2 separate regions of the Canis lupus genome follow, and region 2 is linked to region 1. Evidence: chromatin contacts called from public Hi-C data. All regions are on one chromosome and are shown on one strand. Each heading gives the region's core, a stretch centred on a gene start, on an enhancer-like site or on the middle of the called end of the contact. The rest is flanking DNA. Distances are from core to core; before and after follow the strand shown.

Evidence for each region. A called contact is a pair of places that touch in the nucleus more often than the background predicts.
Region 2: a Hi-C map of blood shows a contact between it and region 1, with 2.3 times the contacts expected there. The contact joins the promoter of ZSCAN22 here to the enhancer-like site in region 1. A contact is called at or near these places in 2 of 9 Hi-C or Micro-C datasets (amygdala and blood).

What each region holds. Positions count from the first base shown.
Region 1 is chr1:100,330,094-100,337,482 of UU_Cfam_GSD_1.0, reverse strand. ZNF837 (zinc finger protein 837) reads right to left here. Exons shown (of 4, transcript XM_038527519.1): 4 at 6,088-7,389. The coding sequence ends at 6,280. Among named protein-coding and RNA genes, the nearest start is that of A1BG, 14 kb to the left of the region's middle. Within about 2 kb of position 2,297, at least 11 of the 20 cell types and tissues checked have an H3K27ac peak or open chromatin away from gene starts, as enhancers often do. A contact at or near this core is called in blood, where this site is marked.
Region 2 is chr1:100,370,937-100,377,892 of UU_Cfam_GSD_1.0, reverse strand. ZSCAN22 (zinc finger and SCAN domain-containing protein 22) reads left to right here and starts at 2,943. Exons shown (of 4, transcript XM_038527526.1): 1 at 2,943-3,148; 2 at 3,847-4,018.

The DNA.
Region 1 (7,389 bases), core at 1,048-3,547:
AGCCGAAAAGTGTTAATAGGTCAATGTCCATCAACTGATGAATGGATAAACAAAATGTGGTGGATACTTATAATCAAATATTATTCTGCCATAAAAAGGAATGAAACACAGATACATCCTATATGATACAAAAACCTTAAAAAAAAAAACCTTGAAAACATCATGATAAATGAAAGAATCAAGACACAAAAGACTTTAAATTCTATGATTTTATTTATCTGAAATGTCCAGGATAGGCAAATCTGTAAGAAACAGAAAGTAGATTAGTGCCTGCCAGGAGCTGGGGAGGAAGAAATGGGAGTTTGATAAATGGATATGGAGTTTCTTTCAGGGTGATGAAAATGTCCTGGAATTAGATTGTAGAGATGGTTGCACAAAAATGTAAATATATACCAACAACAATACAACTGTACATATTAGAAAGGTTAATTAAAAAGTCATCAACCAATTTCAAAAGGTTACTTATCATATGATTACATGTATATAACATTTTTTAAATGAAAAAGTTGTAGAAATAGAAAACAGAAAACCAAGGGTTAAGGAGAGGGGTGAAAGGGCAACAGGAGGAATCACAGGTGGTGGAAATATTCAGTATCTTGACTCCCATTTGAATAGCTTGGTTATCATACTTAGTTCTGCAAAATGCTACCACTGGACAAAACTGGGTAAAGGGTACACAGGATCTATTTGTATTATTTCTTTCAGATATGAATTTATAGTTATCTAAAAAAAAATCTTTTTAAGCCATTAGGATTCAATGAAAATCCTTGTTTGTTTCTTGAAGGACCAGAGGACCTGGCTTCAGAAGTCCCATGTTTCTGAGGATGGAGCCTGACTGGGATATCCCTCCAGCTAAGACCTATGCTTCAGAGCTGCCCAGCCCTGTCTCCTCTAATTGAGTCTCCCTGCCTGGAAGTCTGCCCATCTTGGGATGGTATCCAAATCCCCGAAGGTCCTTCCAGATTGCCTTCACTGAACCAGCCTCCCCACTGTCCTCACACTCACCTTGTGTGCCCCTTTTCTGCCTGAAAGCCTTGTCCACCACCTTTTCCCCAAAAATCCTTACTCACCATGGTCTGTGGCCACCTCCCAGTCAGTCCCCATCTCCCACACCAACAATTGGCTCTCATCCGACGGATCACAAGTGACTGTTTGTGTCTCCACCCAGCCTCAGGCCTGGGCTCTCACCTATTGGGGGCTGGATGAAAAAGCACACGGTGAAAGGAAGGAACACTGCGCAGGAAATGCCCAACGTGGGGGGTTTGGTCTCAGGAAGCGTTGGGCTTGGAGCACACCAGGAGGCCACTGAGAGTGGAGGCTGGATGCTCCTGCGGATAAGGCACGTGCAGAGGCCCAGAAGCAGCGCGGGGAGGAGGTCTGAGTGTATGAATGAATGCGTAGAAGAAGGAATGATGGCGCACGGCCTAGGGAACTAAGGGGCGAGACTGGAGAGCAGGAGGAATTAATGATGAGTGAATAGATGGACAAGCGAATCGGAGTTGGATGACCCGGCAGCTTAGTGCAACAGAGGAACCAGAAAGCAAGGGGACGAGTAAACACGTGAATGAATGAAAGAGCAGGGGGAAGAGATGCTACGGAAGTAAATGAGGACGCCCACGGAAGAGCGAGAGGCGAAGAACGGCCTCTAGGGGTGACAGCGCAGGCTCACGGGCTCCCCCGTGACAGCGCTTCTGCCCCAACCCTAGGCGGCAGAGCCACTTCCGGGGCCCTCTGGGCGGTGCGAAGGCCTCACTCTCGGTGGTCCCAGAGCGCGCCCGCCTTGGTCTGCGCGGCCCGGCAGGGGGAGCCGCGGGTGCGGGTCCGAACCCTGCCGGACCGCGGCCGCTCGCCTCACGCACTGTCCTTGGCCTGCCCCGGCATCCACGTGGCGCGGCCCAGCTAGGACGGCGCCCTGGTCAGCACCCGGGCTCAGGCCGCGGGGTACCGGGCGGGGTGGGGGTGAGCGCAGAGTGCCCACCGAGGCGCCCTGGCGGTACTTCCCACTGCGCCTGCGCAGCTGCGGAGTTCGTCCCCAGTCACCAGCCCGCGTCCTTCGGTTTCTATGGGGACCGGCCAGCTGCACCCGTTGCCGTGGATACGCACCGCCCTTTCCGTTAGCCCCTCCCTGGCCTCATTTACACTTCCTGAGGGACACACAGACCTCCATGCTAAGGTCGCCGGATCTCAGACACGGGAAGCAAATCTGGAGAAAGAACTGTTCTGCAGCCAGAGGGTTGCACATTTTTCACCTCTGTCTATTCTCTGGCCATCAAGTCCTCTTTACAACCCCATGGACCTTGTCCAGCAGGGGCCTGGCGGGGAGGGGTGCGCATCTCATCTACCTAGGCACTGGCCCCGCGGCCCTTCCCTGGGGAACAGCACGTCCATGCTGGAATCACTCTTTGCTATATAAAAGTTTCTCAATCCAGGTGGTTTGGACAAGTGTGAATGCGTGACTCGGGCACACAGCATTCCATGCCCCTTGGCCCTCATGATTGACTCGGGATGAATATAGGAGCAACTTTCTATGGATATCACTGGAGCAAGAAGTTCTTTCTGAACTACTAGGGCTTCTAGTTTCTATGGAACTTGAAACCGTGAATAGCTGTCAGCTGGTAAGTGTCTGACTCTTCATTTCAGCTCAGGTCATGATCTCAGCATTAGGGAATTGAGCCCCGTGCTGGGCTCTGCTCAGCAAGGAGTTGGTCTGTGTTTCTTGCCCTCCCTCTGCTCCTCCCTCCTATGCTTGCTTTCTCTCTCTCTAAAATAAATAAACCTTAAAAAAAAAATGTATCCTTTAACAGCAGGTAATCATACATGCAGTAACAAAGAATCTCAGGAACACAATACAGATGTCTTTTTTGCTCATGTCACAGTGTGAAGTGATCAAGTGACCCTCCCAGAAGGCTGTCCTTGATTCATGGATCCAGACTCTTTCTATCTTGGTCTTTTCTATTCCTTATGTCTTCATCAGAATTTCCTGCTGAATCTTGTAGAACCAGCTGGCTGATGAAACAAGTGAAGGTGATATAGGCCATTTTATGTTACCCATCACTTCTGCCCACATTCCAATAGCCAGAACTCAATCACATGACTCCATGTAACTGCAGGAAACCTGAGAAATATGTTTGTGGGTGCAGGAGAAGGGGATTACAGGGCATTTTAGTCCATCTCTGCCATAGGACCCATAATATCCCCTATATATTGAGTTCATATTGGCAGCACTCAAGAGTACAGTATAGTCCATTGTACTTGCATTGAATGTCCCCAGGGCCTCCTCATACCCCTTACATACTCAAGAGTTTTCCCCAGCATGAAGTCCCTGGTTTTGACTGGGCTTAGAGGCTCTTATACTCCTAACCTTTCAAGTAGCCATTCAACTCCTTGCCCATATAGACTTTCTGGTGCATGACAAAGTTGAACCACCACCAAAGCTTTTCCACATGCTTCTTAGATAGTGTAGTAACCAACCTTCAAGAGGGCTGCCAATGATCCCTCTTGGTATTCACACCCTTGTTGGTGTAGTTTTCTCCTACATTGAATCGGTAATGGTCTGTGTCACCAATAGAATATGGCATAAGTGAGTGTGTGACTTGGACTCTTGAATTGCTATGGGGGGGATTCAATTACCATGTCATGAGAACACTCAAGAAATTCTATGGAGAGACCCTTTAGACAGAAGCCACTTGACAACTATATGAACAAGCCATCTTGTCAGTGGACCCTCCAACCCCAGTCACACTTCAGATGACTTCAGCCTTGTGAGATCCTGTTATGTGACTCATTCTGGCCAATGTGTGGTGAGAGGAAGTAGCTTGCAGCTCTGTTGGGCTGTGCATTCACTTGAGAGGTGTGAGACACTCAGAAGTCCCTTCCTATATTTCATATTAGTGGCCAGCCATGTTGAAGATGATGGCTATTCTGTAGTCAGAGCCCCTGACGAGTGAATAGGAATGAAATGAGCAGCACCCTTGCCAACCCGTGACATACAGTTTGAACAGGGTTAATGTTTGCAGTCAATAAGGCAGTAAGCTTGTTACTGCAGTGGAACTGAGCCCACCTGGTCACATTCTCAGGTTTTCTCCAGGAAGAATTCTCTTGTGTTGAGTTTTGATGGAATGTTTTATTACACTTACCATATCACTTGGGTTTCTCTTTGGGTTGAATGTTTTTAGGTCTGTCAAGGCGTGCTGATGGTTGGAGGTCATCCATGGCATATTGACCAATGGTAGAATTTATCTCCTTCAACAATCCCCTTACATCTACCAAGGATTGATTTATCAATAATAGAACTTCTCTCCAGAATGAATGTTCTGGTTGTGTGTAAAAGATTGAGCTGTCCTTGGGGATACCATTTTAGTTGGGTTTCCCTCCAGAGTAAATTCTGTGTGGACAGTAAAAAATAAATTAATTAATTAAAAATTCATTTTTGCCTGAGGTCCCCATATTGGCCACGTGAGAGGAAGGAGACTCTCAACGTCTACTGAACAGCTTCCCATACTTGCCACATGGAACTGCTGTCTTTCTGGTATGAGCTCTCCAATGGGTGGGTGGCAGCTGCAGTCTTCCTTGAGCTACCCAGGGTATCTGTCCAGCATGACTCTGCGATGTTTACTAGTATAAAAGAAGTTAAAATGGACCTTCAAAATACTGAGAATAGAACCATAGGGGTATGTGTTTTCATTTTTGCAGGACTTGCAAAGAGATTAGTGAATATCAACTTTGCAACTTTTAGCTCCTCTCCCAGGGTGGAATGTGAAGCAGCCAGGAGAGCTGTGATTCTGAGGATTTCTGTGGAAAGAGTACTGAGTGACTGGGTCTTACCCTGTGAGGCCAGGGCAGGGACTCTTCTCCCTCACCTAAGACTGGGGAAGGCTTCAAGGAGACCACCTGGCTGGAAGACAGGCTGGGCGTCCCTCAAGAAGGATAGATATTCCAGAGCAGGATTTAAGCCCTCAGTGGGTGAATCCTGGATTAAAGGATTAAAGGACCCAGGACCTGGGTCTTTGTGGGAGCCATTGAGGGTGAACGATACTATATGGTAAGTCTCTTTCCGGGTGGACTCCCTTGGGGCCGCTGAGGCTGGTTTTCTAGGCTGCCCCCTTTCTCTGTGGCTGCTTGAGCTTAGAACTTTGAGCACTTCCCATACCTGGGAACATTTTGGAAGTACACTGTGCCCAGGCCCTTAAGGACTCAAAGATAAGCCAGCTCTGCCCTCCCTCCCAGAACTCTGGCTGGGCTACGTGGCCTCTCTGGGGCTCTTTGATACAGGCCAAGAACTGTCCCTCCTCTCCCAGTTAGGGCAAGGATCAAAGGGGGTGATTAAGGGTAGAGTGCCCAGCGCAGTGCCTGGCATATAGTAAGCTCACCCTAAAGTGCAGAGCTGTGGGAGTATCATTTTGGAACTAGTATGGAGGATGGAGTGGGGAGGAAACTGGAATCACATATGTACATAACTATATATACTGCTCTGAAAGAACATGTTGCTTGCTCTAAGCCTCTGGTGGACTCCCTCTTATGTGGTGGCCATGAGGAATTGTGGCCACACATCTGGGTCCCCTCCTTGATTCTTCCAGGTAGCAGGAGATGGCATCCAGCTTGGAGTCCTCTGACAGATGAGGAGCACTGACTGGACCACCTTGCCTTGACATAGCACAATGAAGTCCCCACCTGCAATCACAAACAAGGCCAAGGCTGCCAGGGAATCCCTCCTCCTTCCAACAGGAGCCTTCTCCAGTGACTAGAAGCAACCCAGGGGCAGGGCAGAGGCCCTACCCACGAAGCCCATGGCCATCGGCCCCAGGAGGGTCATGAAGTATGCAGAGTCCCTCTCCAGAGGCCCAGGGAGGCCAGACGAGAGACAGGGCCAAGTTACACTAAAAGGTGTGCAAACACCCAGAGGCTACCAAGGGTTAATGAAGCCCCCTAGGAAGGTGCAATGGGAGGCCCTGGGTTCAGATGTTACCTCTACCATTTTCTGACTGTGACTCCGGGGAGTCACTCCCCACATCTCTGCTTCCCCACTTCCCAGCCCACTGCGGGAGGCAGAGCAGGACTCCTGATAGCCCACGAAGCATCTGGGTCACATCAGTGCTCCATCCCTGTGTTTATTAGCGCTTCACCAAAACCCATTATTATGCACCCACTTGAAAGGGCCACATAAAACTCGAGTCGGGGAAACCTGCAGATACAGTGAGTACCAAGTGAGATTTAAGAAAGACTACAACCGTGGCCCAGGTGTCTGGGAGAACAGCCCCCAGAGCCCGGAGCCATGCGAGGTCAGGAGGCCGCGTGCCGCTTCTGATGCTCCTTGAGGTTGGAGCGCTGGCTGAAGGCTCGGCCGCACTCGCCGCAGGTGTAGGGTCGCTCGCCCGTGTGTGTGCGCTGGTGGCGTACCAGACTGCAATTGCGCACGAAGGCCTTGCCGCAGTCACGGCAGATGAAGGGCTTCTCGCCCGAATGCAGGCGCTCGTGCTGGCGCAGCTCGGAGCAGCCCCGGAAGGTCTTGCCGCACTCGGGGCAGCCATATGGCCGCTCGCCGGTGTGCGCGCGCTGGTGCTGCACCAGGCCCGAGCGGCCCTTGAAGGCTTTCTCGCACAGTGGGCAGGCGTAGGGCTTGGCGCTGCTGTGCGTTCGCTGGTGCCGGCTCAGGTTTGAGCGCTGGTTGAAGGCCTTGCCACACTCTGGGCACGCATAGGGTTTCTCGCCCGTGTGAATGCGCTGGTGCTCTACGAGGTGGGAGAACAGGCCAAAGGCCTTGGCGCACTCAGCGCACTCGTATGGCTTCTCCCCCGCCACCGACACCTTTGGAGGGCCCTGAGTCCCCTCGCTGCAGTCCCCAAAGGGCGGGCACCCAAAGAGGAAGGACCTCTGTGCCAGGGGCAGGTTGAGGCGGTGGCGCTTGGCCGGGTGTGTCTTTTGGTGGCGGTAGAGACCCGAGCAGCGCACAAAGGCCTTGCCACACTCAGCACACTCATAGGGTCGCTCACCCGTGTGGATGCGCTCATGCTGCAGCAGGCTTGAGGTACGCGTGAAGGCCTTGCCACACTGGTCACAGACGTAGAGCCGCTGGGCCGGGGGGTCCCGGGCACTGCCACCAGGACCCGAGGCCTGGCCACAGTGAGGACACATTAAGGGGCCTTCGGCTACCTGCTGCTGCTTGTTGTAGCCAAAGCGCTTTCCACACTGGCCACACAGGTGGGGCTCCTCTGCCATCTGCATCATTTCCTGCCGGGCCAGCAGGGCCCTCCAGGGAAAGTCTTCCTCACTGCAATTGCAGGCCTGGGGTAGCTCCTCCAAGGGGTTCTGCTGAAGGAGGGTCATGTGCAGGCTCTTTGGGAAGGTCTGGGTGCCTGTGTGCCATCCACATGACCCATCCTTTGTGTGGCT
Region 2 (6,956 bases), core at 1,694-4,193, 40 kb before region 1:
GGAGCTGCCAGAAATAAAGCCTTCAGTGGTGCAGAGATGATCACAGCAGAGTTGGGAAACTGGGTTAACTGACAGTACCCAGAGAGTGCCTAGTGCACAAAAGGGGCCCAATGAAGGTGTGGTTTATTGTTATGATTATTGGGAGTCAGCATCTTCGGGTTGTTCCTTTGACAACAGAAGGCATAAAACCACAAGGAAGGCCAAGAAGACCCAAGGAGATGATGGCAGCCAGTACCATCTACAGGCCAAAGCCCAGTACAGAGCTTGACAGGAGATGGGTCTTGGTTGGGGAAAGCAAAGGATTCCTTGGAGTAGAACCGCTGTGGTCTACAGTGGTCAGAAAACACAAAGGGGCCATTTATACAAAATATCAGAGCAGGTAAATCCATGGAGGCAGAAAGTAGATTAATGGCCCTCAGAGACTGAGGGCAGGGGGAATAGAGAGTGACTGCTAATGGGTATGGGGTTTGTATGTGGAGTTATGAAAGCCTTCTGGAATAGTGGTGATCATTGCACAACCTTGTGAATATACTAGAAAGTGAAACTATACATTTTAGAAGGGTGAACTTAAGGTATGTGAATTATACCTAAGAAAGAAGAGTTAAATTTTAAAAGGGAAAGAATATGGAAAGAGGACCAGGTGAAGGAACAAACCTTGGCAAAGGGAAGGGAAGCAATGAGAATCTATGAGGTGTAGGATGAGGGAGATGAGATGCCTCAGGCCTTCAAGACAATGGTAGTTGATGTGGGGCATGGAGAGAACATGGCCACCAGTGCCACTCCCTGGTGTGGAGCTTCTGGTGATGGGTAGGTATGAACTGTAGCAGAAGGCCTTGTCACTCTCATTGCACATGGAGTGCTTCTTACCCATGTGGATGCACTGGTGCTGGCTACGACTGCTGGATGAAGGCCTCATGGCCTTGCCACACTCCAGGTAGGCATAGGGCCTCTCACCTGCATGGGCCTGCTGGTGCTCAACAAGGTAAGCTGCAGGACTTGCCACATGCTGGGCACTCATAGAGCTTCTCACCTGTGTGACTCTGTCGGGGCTGGCTGAGCCATGAACCCTGGATGAAGGCCTGACTGCACATGAAGGTGTGCCAACACTCTTCACACACATAGGGCCTCTTACCTGTATGGACTCGCTGGTGCTGGCTGAGGTCTGCAGTGCCCTTGAAGGCTTTGCCACACAGTCCAAGTACTTGCAGGGCTTCTCACCTGTGTGGAACTTGTGCTGCTCAATGAGTGTGGAACTCTGCCTAAAGGACTTGCCACACTCAATGCATTCAAATAGCTTCTCACCACTGTGTGTCACTGATGGTGGATCAGGATGAGCTCCACTTGAAGGCTTTTCCATAATCCTGACACTGGTAGGGCTCTTCCTTTGTGTGAATCCTGTGTTTCCACAGGTCTGATAGGCTTTTCCCTAGGATGTGTCCTCTCATGCACAGAGAGGGCCAAGTGCTGCTTGAAACTTTTCCCGCACAAGCCACACCTGCAGGGTTTCCTGTCCACACAGGCTACCTACAATATGGCTGGCTCTGGAACCCACTCAAAGCTGCTTCCATATGCAACTAACATGTGTGGTTTCTTTTCCACAGCAATGCTGTCTCGTTTGATAGGGCTGGAAGGTATCCTAACACTCCTCACAACTTCACTGCCTATAACTTCTCCTCACACTAGGAGTTTCCATGTTGGGGACTGACCTTTGTTTAAATCTTCTTGTCAGAAAAAAAAAATCTTGTCAGAAAAGGATCCTCAGTAGGACCTCTGTTCTGGTTCCCTGAGTGGGCCTCAGGAGTGTCAATGTTGGAGATCCCTGGGTGGCTTAGTGGTTTAGAGCCTGCCTTCGGCCCAAGGTGTGATCCTGGAGCCCCAGGATTGAGTCCCACATCGGGCTCCCTGCATGGAGCCTGCTTCTACCTCTGTCTGTGTCTCTGCCTCTCTCTCTACCTCTCATGAATAAATAAACAAAATCTTTACCAAAAAAAAAAAAAAAAAAAGGAGTGTCAATGTCTTCGAAGGCAGAACCCCATGAGATCTCTTTTCTGATGACCTCCATTATTACTACGATGATGAACCGCAGCAGGTCTTTGAATATGCTCTGTGGTTACCTTTCTTATCTGCAAGAAACCAGGTTGTTAACTTTGTTGACTTGTTTTTGTTTTGTTTTGTTTTTTCACTTTGTTGACTTTCTAAACTGAAAAGAAATCAAAAGGCTTGATGAAGTGGATGAAATTACTGGCTCAATTCTTCACTCCTTCCGTACCCTTGGCCATATTTGCAGTTCCTCTCACTAAAGACAGCATGGATACCTCTCCTCAGAAGCCTCCTCACACTCATACCAATGCCCTTTCACCCCATTATGGGCTGAACTGTGCCCCGCCAAGTTCACATGTTAACATCCTAACCTAACCCCCAGTATATCCCAGAATGTGACTGTCATACACAGTCTGGGACCTTCATGCTCTATCAGGCCCTCCTGGGCACCACATCTCTGTCTCACAGACACCATTACACAATGTGACAGCATTACACAGAATGCTGCAGGATTATCACATATGGTGACTAACACGGAGGTCTCTCTCACATACACACAGAACTACCCACACACGTGGTCATAGGGAATGACACACGCAATCTACCTCTAGGACACTTATAGTCGCACAGGACAAACACATGGAATCACCTGTATACGGTCACAGAAAGCAACACACACTATATAGGATGCACACTCTTCACACCAACACCCGCACCCCTTACCTTCACGCACCATGCACGGTGCTGCCTCCCGCACAGACCCCGGCCCAACTCTCCGCTCACCGCCACCACAACCCAATAAAGGCCCACCCTTCAGCCAGCTGTCCCGTTCAGACTACAACTCCAGGCGTGCCCCGGGACGCGCAGGGAGGACGCGAGGCCTTCTGGGGATTGTGGTCCAGAAGGACGAGACGGCGGCGTCGGGGCTTTGGGGGCCGCGGAGCTCGAGACGCGAGACCTGATGAAAACTGTAATCCTGGCTAGCAGGCGCGTCTGCTGGACAGCGCAGCGCATTCTGGGAGTCATGGTCCCGGCGAGCGGGCGCGCAGGCGGCCTAGCCTAGGAGGCGCCTCCAAGAGCACTCCCGGAAGTGGCCGCAGCTGCGCGGGTGAGGGGGTTGCTCGGGGTGCGGTCCGCTGGAGTCGCGGCGGGAGAGGAAAGCGCCAGGCCCCGAAGCCCGCGGCGGCCTGAGCCAGACGGGCGGGCCCTACTCGCCGACGGGGGCTTGAAGCGCTAACCACCAGCGGCGCGGCTGGAGGACCGACTGACTGACGCACGGACCGAGTGTGGAACTCCCTGTCGGATGTGGGAGCCGCTGACTGGGACGCAGCCTGCCTGTGGGCTCCGGCAGCGGCCACATCGCGGGCGTGCGTTTCTGACTGGTAGCCTGGGAGTGGTGGTGGTGGGGGGGGTCTTCGGATGTCCTATGCGGCTGACCAAGACGGTGGCCTGAGCTTCCAGGGGATCCTGTGATGCTATGAGTGAGAGGGTGGGGGTGTGGCTGGCCGTGTGACCTCAGGTGTGACCGCGAGCATCTACCGTGTGACTGACGGGCTGAGATTATGAGTGGCTGTGCCGGCATCCTCCGCTGTGACGGCGCTGCTGTGAGGGCCTGTGTTTATGGGACTAACTGTGCATTTTGTGCGTCTGGGCATAGTTTGGAGTATGACTGACACCATGCCTGAGATAGGGTGTGTGTGTGACTGTGTGATTGACTAAGATTTTGTCAGGCCTACTGAAATTTGGGTGATTTGCAGAGAGTTCACCAAGTAGGTGACAGGGACTTTGTGCTTTGTGTGTCTGCAGTTGGAGTTATTTGACAACCCGTAGCAGGGTTTATGGATATGTCCCCCAGCACCTGTGGACTTAAGTCTGGCAGTCAACAGATTGGTTGTTTACCACATGTTTGCTGTGTGCCAGACCTGTACTGGACATCTGTCATGGATCACCTTGGGTAACCTCACAGCAGCTCTCTGAGGTAGGTGCCAGCTAATAGGGTGACTACATGTAAGGACCATTCTCCTCAGTTGGTTAAACACTCAAGGTTTGGAGGCCTTGACCTGATATGAGGTCACCATGTTGGGAATGGGCTGAGGCAGGTGGGTGTACATGTGTCTCAGAGACTGTTATCAGTGATTTTCCAGGACAGGAGCTCCAGAGGTACAAAAAGGAGCTTGGAATCTTGCTGCATTTATTGTCATCCCTAAAATTCCTGCTTCCCCTCCCCCTGTATGGTGATTCCCCACATCTGTGGGTGACCATGCTCAGCCTTTCCTCATTCCTCCATTTGCTTAGCACCCATCTATGATGTACTTGACATAGACCGTGCCCTGGAAACTGTTGCTACAGCAAGAGCAAGCCCAGTCTCTCTGGGGCAACATGTGGTTATAGCCAGAGCTGGGTAAAGAGAGACCCAGAGCCCTCAGAAAGATACTTAACTTGCTCCCAAGTGCTTGGACAGCTCTTGGAGAAGATGGCAGGTAAAGTGCCATTTGGAGGACTAGGAAGAATTAAGTGCAGAGAGAGATTTTAGAAAAAGAGGGTAACAGGGACAAAGGCTGAGAAAATGGGGATTGAGAGTAATGGCAAGGTGACAAGAGGCTCAAGAGCTTCATGATGGAGTTGGGGGCTAAAACACAGTTTTGCCAGAAGTTGCCAGCTATCACTGAAAGGTTTTAGGGTTGGAGTTTATTTTACTAACGTTTGCTTGTCCCTATGCCCACGGCCATGGCTCAAGTGCAACATTTGTTATCTCTTTAAGTTTAGCTATCTTAGCAGTGTAAAGTGGTATTTCATTGTGGGTTTGATTCGCATTTCTCTGGTAGCCGTGATGAGCAACTTTTCGTGTCGCCTGTTGGCCATTTGTATATCTTCTTTGAAGAAATGTCTAGTCAAAATCTTTGCCCATTCTTTAACTGGATTATTTGTCTTTTTATTATGGAGTTGTTTAGATACAGGTTCCTTTTCAGGTATATAATTTGCAAATATTTCCTGACATTTTGTGGGTTGCCTTTTCGCTTTCTTGATGGTGTCCTTCAAATTGGGAAAGTTTTTAATTTTGATGAAGTTGTTTTTCTACTTTATCTTTCATCATTTATCCAGGAAGCCTTTGCATTTTTCTAATTGAAGTATAGTTAACATACAGTATTATATTAATTTCAGCTGCACAACATAGTGATTCAACATTTATATACAGTATAAAATGATCACCAGAATAAGTCTAGTTACCATCTCTTACCATACAAAGTTGATACGATATCATTATCTGTATTACATGTACTATACCTTACTTCCCCATGACCTATTTATTTTATAACTGTTAGTTTGTACCTCTTGATCCCTTTCACCCAGTCCCAAACCCCCTTCTCCTCTGGCAGCCATCAGTCTGTTTTCTGTATATATGCAGCTAGTTTTGTTTTGTATGTCTGTCAGGTTTAATCTGATTGGTAGTCAGATGAAATAGGCTTGGCAAAAGTTGGTCGAAACAGGCTTTTAATGGGACTCAGGCTTTTTTTTTTTTTTTTTTTTTAATTTTTATTTATTTATGATAGTCACACACAGAGAGAGAGAGAGAGAGAGGCAGAGACACAGGCAGAGGGAGAAGCAGGCTCCATGCACCGGGAGCCCGACGTGGGATTCGATCCCGGGTCTCCAGGATCGCGCCCTGGGCCAAAGGCAGGCGCTAAACCGCAGCGCCACCCAGGGATCCCGGGACTCAGGCTTTTATTGGGACTGGCTCTCGCTCTCCGCTCTCTGGTGAGGTTCTGTGGCCCACAGGGGAGAGAGAGAGCGAGAGAGCAGGGAGTCTCCCGTGGGGAAGTTGCACGTAGGGGAGTGTAAGCAGGCTTTTTAAGAGGGGAGGGGTAAGGGGTTGTGTGTACGGGGTGATAAGTATTAGGACATATTACTGGTGAAATCAATATGAGGGATAACTGCTCATGCCCTTATGTGGGGTCTGGGTAAAGTACGGTTCAGGTTTCCTGCATAGGTCCAGTCTCCCCCTGATGACTGTCTTCGGGCAGTCTTCTGGTGATGGGAAAGTTCTGAGGTGGGGGCAACAAGGTGGAGGGTCCGCCCCCATTTTGTTGGTGCCTCTCGATCCCCCTTGATCCCGCCGGCCCAACAATGTCCATTTGTTTTGTTTTTTAGATTCCACATGTAAGTGAAATCATATGGTATTTATCTTTCTCTGACTATTTCATTTAGCATAATACCCTCAGGGTCCATCAGTGTTATAATTCACGGCAAGATTTTGTTCTTTTTTAATGGCTGAGTAATATTCCATTATATATATTTGCCACATCATCTTTATCCATTCATCTATCGATGGACACTTAGGTTATGTCCATATCTTAGCTATTATAAATAATGCTGCAATGTATACAGGGGTGAATATAGTTTTTCAAGTTAGTGTTTTCATTTTCTTTGGATAAATGCCCAGAAATGGAATTGCTGGATTGTATAGTAGTTTTTAATTTTTGCATTTTTTTAAGTTTATGCAGAACACTGGCCAAATTAACTATACACAGGGTCACAAACCAAGTCTCAGCAAATTTCAAAAGATTGAAATTGACTAAAGCACGTTTTCTGAGTACAATAGACTTAATCTGGAGATCAGTAATAAAAAGACAACTAGAAAACCCCAATTTTTTGGAAATGAAATTGCAGATTTCTAAATAACCCACAACAGAAATTAGAAAATATTTTGAACTCGTTAAATGATAATGAAAGTGCAACATCAAACTTGTGGGTATGCAGCTAATGCTCTCTGTGTTTAGAAGGAAATTTATAGCCTTAAGTATGTGTAATAGAAAAGAGGAAAGAAAGGCTGAAAGTCAATTATGTAAGTATCCATTGCAAAAGCTACAAAATAATTAGCAAATAAAGTGAGAGAATGACCATTTGGTTCCCTGAGG